Regions from separate parts of the Sus scrofa genome. Here all the other regions are linked to region 4. A link is a contact called in public HiChIP or PLAC-seq data. All regions are on one chromosome and are shown on one strand. Each heading gives the region's core, a stretch centred on a gene start, on an enhancer-like site or on the middle of the called end of the contact. The rest is flanking DNA. Distances are from core to core; before and after follow the strand shown. Region 1 overlaps LOC106506896 (a long non-coding RNA gene). Region 2 has its middle 24 kb from the start of TLR8. Region 3 has its middle 100 kb from the start of TMSB4X. Region 4 has its middle 180 kb from the start of EGFL6.

Region 1 (2,700 bases), core at 78-2,577, 330 kb before region 4:
CTAGATTTTGGTTTGCTTATGTAGGCCACCAGGTCATTAGAGCCTCCTCTGCCCAAGGGTCTCTTTGTTTCATCAGTTCAACTCTAAGTCCCAAGTATTATTCTAGGTGCTGGTGATAGAGAAATAGGGGAAACAGACCTGAATCCCAGCTCTCCTGACTTTATATTCCAATGAAAGGAGATGGACATTTTGCATTTTTTAGCTTTACTGAGGAGCAGTCAATTCTCCTGATCACTTTGATTCTCATGCTCCTTTTCTTTTTTTTAATGATTTTTATTTTTTTCCATTATAGTTGGTTTACAGTGTTCTGTCAATTTCTGCTGTACAGCAAAGTGACCCAGTCACATATATATATATATTCTTTTTCTCACATTATCCTCCATCATGTTCCATCACAAGTGATTAGATATAGTTCCCTGTGCTCATTCCTTTTTTAAACAATAAACACAGTGAAATATTTTAGGAGAACCCTGATGGCTCAGCAGTTTAAGGATCTGGCATTGTGACTGCTGTGGCACAGATTTGATCCCTGGCCCTGGGAACTTGCACATGCTGCAGGTGTGGTCCTCACCCCCCCCCCAAAAAAAAAAGAAAAGAAAAATTATAGTATGTTACCATGTGCCCTTTAGAAATAATAGAACAAAGTAAAAGGTCATCAGATGCCATCCTAACAGTGCAGCCCATACTGGGACCGGCTTCCATAAACTGAGGAGGATAAAGACTTTGGTGTGGTTTCTCTCAGTCAGACTCAACAAGATCCCGTGAAAATCGACTCTCCAATAGGGCTTAAAAACAACAACAAAAAAACCCCACACAACCCCCCAAGGCTACCATGAATGGCCAGGAGTCACAAAATGAGGTGATCTTTCCCTTGGAACTGCCCACAGATATTAAGCTTTTGTGTCCACCTGTTGGAGAAGCCGGGAGGGGGGGAAGAGGTGCATGATGGGAATCAGGTCAGAGAGTTTTAATTGGGGAGAACACCCTCCCGAAGCTCCAAATTGGTTACATTATGGGAGTGAATGTCCCCATTTCCGTTCCAAATGTAAACGTCCACCCAGGAATGCATGTGCTTCGTTTCTCTGGTTTTGGGAGAAGGGAGCCAAGGTAAACTGAAAGATCGGCCACGCCAAAGTGTCTGGCTCAAAAACGGGTGGAACGGATACCCCAGGCCACAACCAAAGAATGCGGCACTGTTTCCCCAGCTGCAGAAACGTTTTGGCATTTAAGCTGAGGAAGTTTAAGGGAGAGATGTAAGGAGAGAGCTGTGTAACCAGAGGACGAGAACCTTCTTTGTCCGCCTCCGGCACTTTTACTCCAGCGCCATCTGGCACCCGTCCAAGGTAGCCTGAACTTTCTGAGAAACTTGATTTCCTGTTCACACTGCCTCTGGACTGGAGGGCTGGGGTGACCAAGGCGGAGGAGTGGAATGGGGCTGCGGGTTAGCTTAAAAGCAGGGGGTGGGAACTCTCTGCTCCCACACGCTTAGCAAAACTCCCAGCAGCAACTGTAAAAATAAAACTTTGAGCTCTAGAAGCTTTAGTTCTTTCAACACTGAACTTCACTCATGAGATAAGGATCTTTTGGGAAGACAAGATTTTTGGTTTAGTTTTGTTTCAGGGTCTTTTAAAACAGAACACTACGAACTTCTTAAAACCCGCGCGGGGGGGGGGGGGGGGCTTACCATCACCTAGTTCCCCTCTTCTGTTTTACAAAAGAAGCCAGACAGAAGTGAGAGCTGTTAAGTGACATTGGCAAGGGGATGGGTACCCAGGGTCTATACTTCCTGACTCTGAATGTGGTGGAGTTTCCTCTGTGGATTACAGAAAAGTGCAAGTTCAAATACCAGGCCTTGGTGAATTTTACTATATGTAAGTTATACCTCACCCCCTAACTTAAAAAAGTGGGTGTTACCCAGGCCTCCCCTTGAACTTGAGTCTGCTAGATTCCAGAGCCCAGGTATTCCTGCGTTTTGCCTCTCAGTAGCATTGCTGTCGGCACTGTGAATGCGTAGTCCTTTCGTGGTTTGTGTTTGAGGAGGAAGCTGAGGGCTGACGAGCTTTCCAGGATGAAGGCATTAACCATGGCACTTGGAAAGAAAAGCTTGCTGAGTCCTGAGTGGGACAGGTCAAGAGCTGGGTGAATTTCACTTCCCCATGAAATTAATCACTCTTCGCCTAGAGGGGCAGTTATATCCCGGCCAGTTTCTGCTTGGAGTTCAGGATAGAAAAACAAAACAGCGGCTGGCCCTGTGATGGGAAAGGGACATTTGGTATTCTTGTTAACTTCCTGGCTAATTACAAAGTGTTAATGACATTCAAAGGAAACTTGCCTCCTTCGATGATCTACAAATAAGGAAGGGCAACAGAAGGTGAGCCAAAGAAAAGACAAGGACCTCCAGGGAAGTGCAGAGCAAAACCAATCAGCCTTGATAATCACAGGAGAGAAAAGCATCCTAATTTACAAAGGAAGTAGACACCCCAGTAACTCGGAAAATCTGCACAGACTAGGTGGGACTGAGAGCCCTTAAACCAACCCTAGCTGCTCTTCAAACCTTAAGGATTTGTTATTGCAAACCGCTTCTCAAACAGTACCTCATGGGATAAGGTACCTCTTTTCTAACATCCATCGTAAAAGCATAAACATACAGTCCAAATAATGTGTGTTAAGAAGAGTTAGGAAACAAGTAGAGAACAGAGA
Region 2 (2,700 bases), core at 185-2,684, 420 kb before region 4:
AGCAACAAAAAATAAACTCAGCTTCACAGGCTATAATAACCCATACATTACCTATGGTCTCTAGGACTTAGTGTGTGACAGGTCTATAAACAAATTAAGAGATAGGAAGTACATTACAATGATGATTGAGCAGAGCTTCCAAAAGAAAGTTTAAAATTTATGTCCACATATTGATCCTTCCTTTATGAAGCACATTTAATTTGCCATAATAACATACACATTAAAAAATGCCTTTAAATTCTATGTATACTTTTTTTGTTTGTTAGAAATTTGTGTTTGTATTGAGCCAGAAATCTTTCTCCCTAAAGACTCCTAGATATTTCTTGCTAAATAGGCCACCCATTGGGCACAGTGCTGGACACAGAGACTAGAAGAGGTAAGTGCAGGATTCCTGAACCCCAGGAGAACAAAGCCAGCAGAGACGATCCTGGACAAAGGATACTGGATAGTAATACTTGCCTGGGGAGAATGGCAAGCCGTGAATTCAAAATAGGCAAAAATCCACACACCTTGGAGACCAAATAGATTTATGGAGCAAAGCACAGGAAGGTTTCCAGGGAATGTGAAAGGCTTTAGCCTGACAGAGTTGGGAAGACAATGAAGCAACATTTGTAAAATCTGGTAGGAGTTCCTATTGTGGCTCAGCGGGTTAAGAATCTGACTAATATCCATGAGGATGTCGGTTCAATCCCTGGCCTCGGTCAGTGGGCAAAGGATCCAGCATTGCCACGAGCTGTGGTGTAGGCCACATATATGGCTCAGATTCAACCCCTAGCCTGGGAACTTGCATATGCCACAAAAGGGGCCCTAAAAATAAAAATTTTAAAAAGATCTGGTAAACTTGGGGAATGCAAGTCTTCATCTTTGATGTGTTGACTTTGGGGTGATGGTGAGAATCTTTAGCGCAGGATCTCTCAACCTTGGCACTGCTGGCATTTTGGACTGTAGACTATTCCGTTGGAGGAGGCTGTCCTGTGCACTGTAGCATGTTTAGCAGCATCCCTGGTCTCTACCCACTGGATGCCAGTTTATATGCTCCACCTGTAGAGAAAAAAAACTTACTAAATTCTTAGAGTTCAAATCTCCATCCATTGGGTATAGATTATAAAAAGTTGCTTACTTTAGTCCTTAAACTTGGGAAAAAACAGGAGGGGGTTTATTCCACAATGTTACCCACACGTGTCTCCTCCCTAGAGCATCTTAGAGCAGCTGTTTAATAAATACGGAATAAAATTTGGAAAATTCCAGATAGTCATCTAATGTTTATCGTAGAAATGATGCACATGGCCTAAAAGTGGCTAGTTTGGGGGAGAAAGCAATATGTTCACTTTATGTGCGACTCCACCTTCTCGCTACTTCTCGGTATTCACTCAGCTTCCAGCTCTGCGTCAGTGACTGCCATTTTCATGAACCATTGGCGCCCTCTAGAGTTCCCCATGCGGTAAACCCAGAAATGCCGACAAATCTGTAACTAGAGAGAAGGCCTTGTAGAGGCCTCCTCTGTAGTGAAAACTGTCTGGGAGGGAAACCACCCCAGGACTGAGTCAGGTACCCAAGGGGCAGCCTCACAACTACAATCAAGCTTGGGTTTTCTCACTCCCAACAGGGGTTTATAAAAATAATGTATAGAAATAATAGCCATTTAGTGAACAGCAGCTCTGTATTTAATCCTTACCAAAAATCCCCACAGAGAACAGAACTGTAACCATTTACTGGTAAGAAAGCAGGTTAAAGGTCTTGCTCCAGCTGACACAGCTTGGTGTCAGAGTGAGAATTTGTACCCAGTTCTTATTTGCTTTGAAATCTAAACTTGTTTCGCTTCCTTCTCTGTCTCATGTCCTGTTGTAAAGGTCAGATCACATACTAGGGTGTAAATCACCATACGGATATAAGGGATGAGGATGAGAAATGCCCGCCCATCTTAATTATGAAAGTCCCATGTGTCCCTTGGGTCCTCTTTCCAGCCCACATCATCTTGTCTTTGAAGCAGTGGGTCTTCAGCTTGGGCAGGCATCACCTGGAGGGCTTGTTAAAACAGCCCGGGGCAGGCCTGAGAATTTGCATCTCTAACAAGCTCCCGGGTGATGCTGATGCTTCTGGGTGGAGACCATGCTTGGAGACCCACTGGTCCAAGCATCACCCAAGTACCGCACTCAAAATGAACAATTTCGGTTTCCATGTTTGACAGCACTTTGCTCCCCTATCCTGGCACTTCTTTGTGTTGTCTCGGTCACAATTAGTCGCTTCAGATCCCTCCCCAACAAGACCAAAAGTTCCTTGAACCGCAGTCAAGGAACCGCAATTTCCTCACGCCTGTATCCCCCCCCCCCCGCCCCCGCCTTCGCCCCAAGTGCCAAGCCCAGTGGATGTTAGGGCAACTGTTGAATACATGGGGAATGAAATTCTGGAAAGTGATCTGATAAATACATTCATTATATAAGTGATGCACATATTAGCCTTTCCAGAGATTTCCATGGTTCGTTTACGGACGGCAGTATCTTAAGCCCAAATGAATATGTTTCTAATGATGTCCATTTGGGCAATGCTGAGGGGATGTAGTTTGAGCAAACGCCTTCTGAACAGTTTGGCTTCTTCGGGTCTCCCTGCTCCTCCACCTCATCTGGATGGCTCTGCATAGCTGCTCAGCTTCCAGTGGCCGGAAGTTGCAAGTTAGGCACTAATCTGAACACGCCATCATGA
Region 3 (2,700 bases), core at 156-2,655, 290 kb before region 4:
TTGGTTGGTTTTTCAATTCCTAATGGAAGTGTAACGTGCTTGCGCTGTGAGTATGCCTCGCAAATGGTGGCTTTGTCTGCCTTGGAAGGGGAAAACTTGACCCGATGCCGCTGGGATCTGAAAGTGTGGTTCCTAAGAGTCCGAATAACCTTGGGCCCTTGGACTCGCCATTAATGCTTCTTCAATAGTGAGAAATAACATGGATTGGCACTGAGACCAGATTCCTAAGAGGAGGCAGCTAAAAGGTATTGTCATTTAGCTTCATTTCCCAGAAGGGCTCACTCAGCTGCCTTCATAGAGCAAGATGCTTCCTCTAGACGTGGTCTCTTTAGAAGTTTGGGGGATTGTGGCTCAAGGGAAAATGACTCCGTCTGAGGAATTCTTTAAGAGCAGCTGAGAAATGGCCCTAGGCCCCGGCTTCTCCTCAGCTGGATCCAGTTTGTGGTCCTTTTCGTGGTTTGCAATCAGAAAAAAATAAATACCGTGTGAGAAATCAAACGGGTTTTGTCAAAGTGGAAAAATGATGGCCTCTCCCTAACACTAGGGTTAGACAGAAGCCGGCGAGGGTGTCTAGTGCGAACATTTCCGGTGGCCAGACCTACCTGGCTGTTACCCTGAAACCACGGCTATCTAGCACATGCTTGCAGGGACCCCCCAGAAGCTTCCTGCTGAGAAGGATTGCACACTGCGGTACCAGTTGCTTTGCCTGTGTGCCGTTGCTGAGCAAGGAGGCAGAAGAACGTGTACTTTGAATTTTTAGGTATTTAGGAAGACTATCCATCAGCCCACAGATGCCACAAGACAATACAGAGAAGACTGCACATTCAGCTTAGCCATTCCATCGAGGCCTTAGGGAGGGGTTGGGACAGCTCCAGGGCTCAAAGCAGTCCAGTTTGGCAGAGGGACCTCCAAGGGAGGCTGGGGCCGAGGAAGGGAGCCTCCTGACTGCTGGCAAGATTCTTCTTGGAGATGGAGCCGATGGGACTGGCCGAGGCAAGTCAGTCTGGGAGGCCAGAAGGCTCGCAGCCTGTCCTGTTGAGGCCGGTCCCCATGAGAGACAAGTCCCAGAGAATGTGGCCTCGTGTAATGCTCACATAACCTTCCTCCATCCCCCGCCCCGCAGCGTGTTCAGCTCAGCGTGTTCTCCGGGGGATGGTGGCGGCTGCTCTTCTGGGCAACAACAGTGGACACACGTTCAGTGAGTTCAGGGCAGGCATCCGGCCCCCAGTGAACAGTGGTGTCAGAATTCTGAGCGAGCGGTGAGCAGTTTCCTGAAGATAAAACAGCACAGCAGCCACAGCCACAGCGCCCCAGACCGGGGCTCTCTGGGGTCTGGGGCCCCTCCTCATGCTCAGCACAGTTTGCTTCAACGTGCTCTGCGGTTGAGCAAGGCTTCCTCTTCCCCTGTGTGAACTCCAGGAAACAGAAGACCGTCTCCGCCGGACACCAGCTGCCCTGGCCTCGTCTCTTGCCCTCCTTTGCTGGTCAGCTCTGAATTCCTGCATTTGCTCAGACAGCTGGGAGGATGGTCGCAGCCCACGGCCCTCAATTCGCATGCAAGAGGGGCCACCTCCTTCGCCAAGGCCTGGGCCAGCTTCCCAGCTCCACATCTGAGTGTGAAAGGAGCGCCTCCCCCTCCCCTCCCCCTGCCCCAGCGAGCACATTCTATGGATTCCCCATGACCCTGTACCAAAAGCAGCAGAGTAGAGACAGATGGCTTCGGGCCCATGCTAGCCTCCAGCGCGTGTCCACTGGACTATTAGTGCCTTGCTTTTCTCCCATGTTCATGTTATTAATGAATTAATTAAGGGTATTCTTTCTCTAAATGAATTTTTCATGATAAAACCAACCCTTAAGACCTGTGGGAACTTCGAACCATCCAGAAGGGCACAGTGATGAAAACAAAACCAAAAAGCCCTTGTGAACTTCATCCTCAGCCAGCCAAAGCTGCACTTAACATTTTGATGTATTTCCTTTTAGTGTTTGTTTCTCTCTCCTGACATAGTTTCAGAAACACCCGTCTCTCTCTCTCTCTCTTTTTTTTACAAACCTATATCGTTCTGGATACTCAATTTTGTTTTGTGTTATGTGGTAATTTAGCCACCTTACCCCCCTTCTCCTACAACATGGGTTATTAATGGCTCTGTTCATGGTAAGAACATGCCGTATATATTCAAAAATTACTATTGAGGGACACTGAAAATGTCATTTTTCTCCAGAATAACACTGTAATGCACATCTCTGTTCATAGATTTTTTTTTTCTTTGCTTTTTAGGGCACCTGCAGCATATGGAAGTTCCCAGGCTAGAGTCAAATTGGAGCTACAGCTGCTGGCCTACACTACAGCCACAGCAATGCAGCATCCGAGTTGCATCTGGGACCTACACCATAGCTCACAGCAATGCCGGATCCTTAACCCACTGAGCGAGGCCAGGGATCAAATCCGCATCTTCATGATTACAGGTTGGATTCGTTACCACTGAGCCACAAGGGGAATTCCAGTTCATAGATTTTTAGACTCTGTCTCTGAATAGTGGCCAAAAGTAGGACCCTAGAAATAAAAATTTCAAGATCAAAAAGTGTAAGCACTTTTTTTTTAGGTATACTTTTAAGGCTGTTGATGCACGTTGTCAGACTGCCCTCCAAAGTGGCTCTACCAATTCAGTCATGTAAGTTTCCTTTGTCTTTGTTAGACGTGGT
Region 4 (2,700 bases), core at 32-2,531:
CCTTCAGTAACACACACCTGTATCTACTGGCATTTCTAGTAGTTGCATTCTTGGTGATCCTACTGATCCACAGGCATCTGACAACTTTACTAGTGTAGCTTTATACAAATCAAAATGCCTTTTATTATAGACTGTCTTTTTATTTCTCCCTGATGTATTACAATCATAACGTTATATTGCTCTTATAAAATTATTTGTATACTTAGGTTTATTGTCTGAATTTCATTTCAAGATAGGAAAGGAGTGGTTACAAAATATATGTTATATATATATATAAAAAAAAAAAGGTACACTGGGTCTGAGAAAGTTGAGAATCATTCCCTTAAATTTGTCTAAATCACTGGGACCTGGGCTGCTTGAAACCAAGTCAAGAAGGAAATTTTTTTTTTTTTTTTTTTTTTTTTGCATTGTAGGGTGTGGTTTCCTGTCTCAGGGATACTGTGAGGTCCCAGCTTTGCTTTATTTAAGTCACATTTTCTTAACCCAAGGAGTATTGACATCTTGGGTTGGAAAATTCCTTGTGGTAGAGGTGGGGTGGCGGTGGGGGCTGTTCTCTGTGTTGGAGGATGTTTAGCAGCAGCCGTGGCTTCTGCCCACCAGATGCCAGAGGCAACCTCCCCTGCAAGCCTTGGCTACCAGAAATGTCTCCAGTCATTCCCACATGACCCCCTCAGGAGCAAACTCACCTCTAGTTGAAAACCTCTGATTTTATGTAACTCCACTCTGGAGTTCTTGCCAGAGTGAGGGGAATTTTGGTCCTGTTTTTCAAAGCATGATAGGCTAGTAGAATCAGAAAAGTAGGATCCACCAGGATGCTGACAAAAAGTGCAAATTAGAATCTGGGGTGGGGGCAGAAATCAGCATTTGAATGTGCACATTTGAGGGGTGGGGAAGTGGACCTAGAGCTAGGAAGATCCTGCCTTGATCCCAGTCTGTTAGTAACAGTGCGACTTTGGCAATTCGACCTCAGAGAACTTGCCATTCCTCATTGATAAACTGCCCCACCTTTGGAGGACAGCTGCTCCTTCAGCTCCCCCCCTCCTTCCTGCTGCTTCTCTTCCTAAGGATCAACCATAGCCCCAGGGAGCAGAGATTAAAAAGAAGCAATCACAGAATTTCTGGGGTGATGACCTTAGTTACTAGGGGCTCAGCTCTTCCTTGTGACATCATCTGCCTTTTCAACCATGCGATCAAGATGTAGGAACTAACAGGAGTGAGCTATGCTGAGCCACCCACTCCACTCCCTTTCCAGATGTAGTGGTTACTGTTACGAGGCTCAGAAAGGTTAAATGTCTTGGCCACTGTCACACAGCTAGCAAAAGAGGAAGCAAGGATCTGAACCTAGTCAGTCTGACTAGACTGTATGCTTTAAAAAGCACAAATGAGAAACTTGTCAAAGTCAGGATAACCTATTAGAGCTTCAGACCAGCGCTATCCAATCCAGAAGTCCCTTGCCACAAGGCGCTATCTAAATGTAAATGTGTACTGATTAAAACTCAGTTGAATAAAAGTCAGGTCTCTGGGCACCCTGGCTACATTTCCCATGGTGAGGGACTACTCTCCTGGATGGGACAAATACAGAACATTTCTCTCGTTGCAGAAAATTCTCTTGGATAGCACTGTGCATTTTAAAAAATAATTTTTAAAACGTCATTTATTGACCTCTTACCAGGTGCTTTATATCCATTTTCAGGAACCCCTACACAAAGTCCAAGATTTTTCCATTTTATAGATGAAGAAATTGACAGGCACAGTGGGAAGGGATTTGCCCAAGTTCACATAGGTAGAACCAAGGATTTAAAAATTGACCCTTTCTGCTACCCCGTGCTAAAGTTCTAAGGAAGGGCGAGATTTTATTATTATTATTATTGAAGTATAGTGAATTAATTGATTCACAGTGTTTCAGTATACAGCAAGGCGATTTAGTTTTACATGTTTTCTTTTTCAGACTCTTCTCCATTATTACATTCTTTTTTATGACTGGGTAATATTCTATTGTATTTATATACCACATCTTTATCCATTCATTTGTTTATGGACATTTAGGTTGCTTCCGTGTCTTGGCTACTCTATGTAGGGCTGCTGTGCACATAGGGGTTCATGTATCTTTTCTAATTAGAGTTTTTGTCTTCTCTGGATATATGAACAGGAGCAGAATAGCTGGATTATATGCATTGTGCCTTTTTTTTTTTTTTTTTTTTTTTTTTTTAATGTTATGGCTGTACCTGCGGCACATGGAAGGTACGGGCCATGGACTGAATCTGAGCTGTAGCTGAGACCTATGCCACCACTGAGGCAATGCAAGACCCTATTAACCCAGTGTGCCAGGCTGAGGGTTGAATTTATGTCTCCACAGTGACCCAAGCTGCCGTAGTGGGATTCTCAACCCCCTGTGCCATGGCAGGAACTCCCATGCCTTTTTTTTTTTTTCTTTTTTGATTGAAGTATAGGTGATTTACAATGTGGTGGTAAGCACAGTGATTCAGTTTTACATACATATACATATGTATGTAAAAGTATATATATATATGTAAAAAAGTATGTGTATTTCTTTTTTTTTCAGTCTTTTCCCTTATAGGTTTTTACAAAATACTGAGTACAGTTCCCTGTCCTATACAGTAGGTCCTTGTTGATTATCTATTTTATGTATAGTAGTGTGTATATGTTAGTCCCAAACTCCTAATTTATCCCTTCTCCACC

The links. HiChIP or PLAC-seq counts read pairs in DNA pulled down with a chosen protein or histone mark.
Region 1: a contact with region 4 is called in an H3K27ac HiChIP or PLAC-seq map of alveolar macrophages. The contact joins two enhancer-like sites. A contact is called at or near these places in 1 of 47 Hi-C or Micro-C datasets (embryonic fibroblasts) and 2 of 2 datasets of contacts at active chromatin or transcription factors (alveolar macrophages and skeletal muscle).
Region 2: an H3K27ac HiChIP or PLAC-seq map of alveolar macrophages shows a contact between it and region 4. The contact joins two enhancer-like sites. A contact is called at or near these places in 1 of 5 promoter capture datasets (liver), 19 of 47 Hi-C or Micro-C datasets (adipocytes, alveolar macrophages, blood and 11 more) and 2 of 2 datasets of contacts at active chromatin or transcription factors (alveolar macrophages and skeletal muscle).
Region 3: a contact with region 4 is called in an H3K27ac HiChIP or PLAC-seq map of alveolar macrophages. The contact joins two enhancer-like sites. A contact is called at or near these places in 1 of 5 promoter capture datasets (liver), 3 of 47 Hi-C or Micro-C datasets (alveolar macrophages, blood and embryonic fibroblasts) and 1 of 2 datasets of contacts at active chromatin or transcription factors (alveolar macrophages).

The regions. Positions count from the first base shown.
Region 1 is chrX:9,706,439-9,709,138 of Sscrofa11.1, forward strand. The region is part of intron 2 of LOC106506896 (a long non-coding RNA gene); the gene reads left to right. Among named protein-coding and RNA genes, the nearest start is that of TMSB4X, 57 kb to the left of the region's middle. Within about 2 kb of position 1,328, at least 28 of the 83 cell types and tissues checked have an H3K27ac peak or open chromatin away from gene starts, as enhancers often do. A contact at or near this core is called in alveolar macrophages, where this site is marked.
Region 2 is chrX:9,623,562-9,626,261 of Sscrofa11.1, forward strand. No RefSeq gene overlaps it. Among named protein-coding and RNA genes, the nearest start is that of TLR8, 24 kb to the left of the region's middle. Within about 2 kb of position 1,435, at least 6 of the 83 cell types and tissues checked have an H3K27ac peak or open chromatin away from gene starts, as enhancers often do. A contact at or near this core is called in alveolar macrophages, where this site is marked.
Region 3 is chrX:9,750,841-9,753,540 of Sscrofa11.1, forward strand. No RefSeq gene overlaps it. Among named protein-coding and RNA genes, the nearest start is that of TMSB4X, 100 kb to the left of the region's middle. Within about 2 kb of position 1,406, at least 29 of the 83 cell types and tissues checked have an H3K27ac peak or open chromatin away from gene starts, as enhancers often do. A contact at or near this core is called in alveolar macrophages, where this site is marked.
Region 4 is chrX:10,039,785-10,042,484 of Sscrofa11.1, forward strand. No RefSeq gene overlaps it. Among named protein-coding and RNA genes, the nearest start is that of EGFL6, 180 kb to the right of the region's middle. Within about 2 kb of position 1,282, at least 1 of the 83 cell types and tissues checked has an H3K27ac peak or open chromatin away from gene starts, as enhancers often do. A contact at or near this core is called in alveolar macrophages, where this site is marked.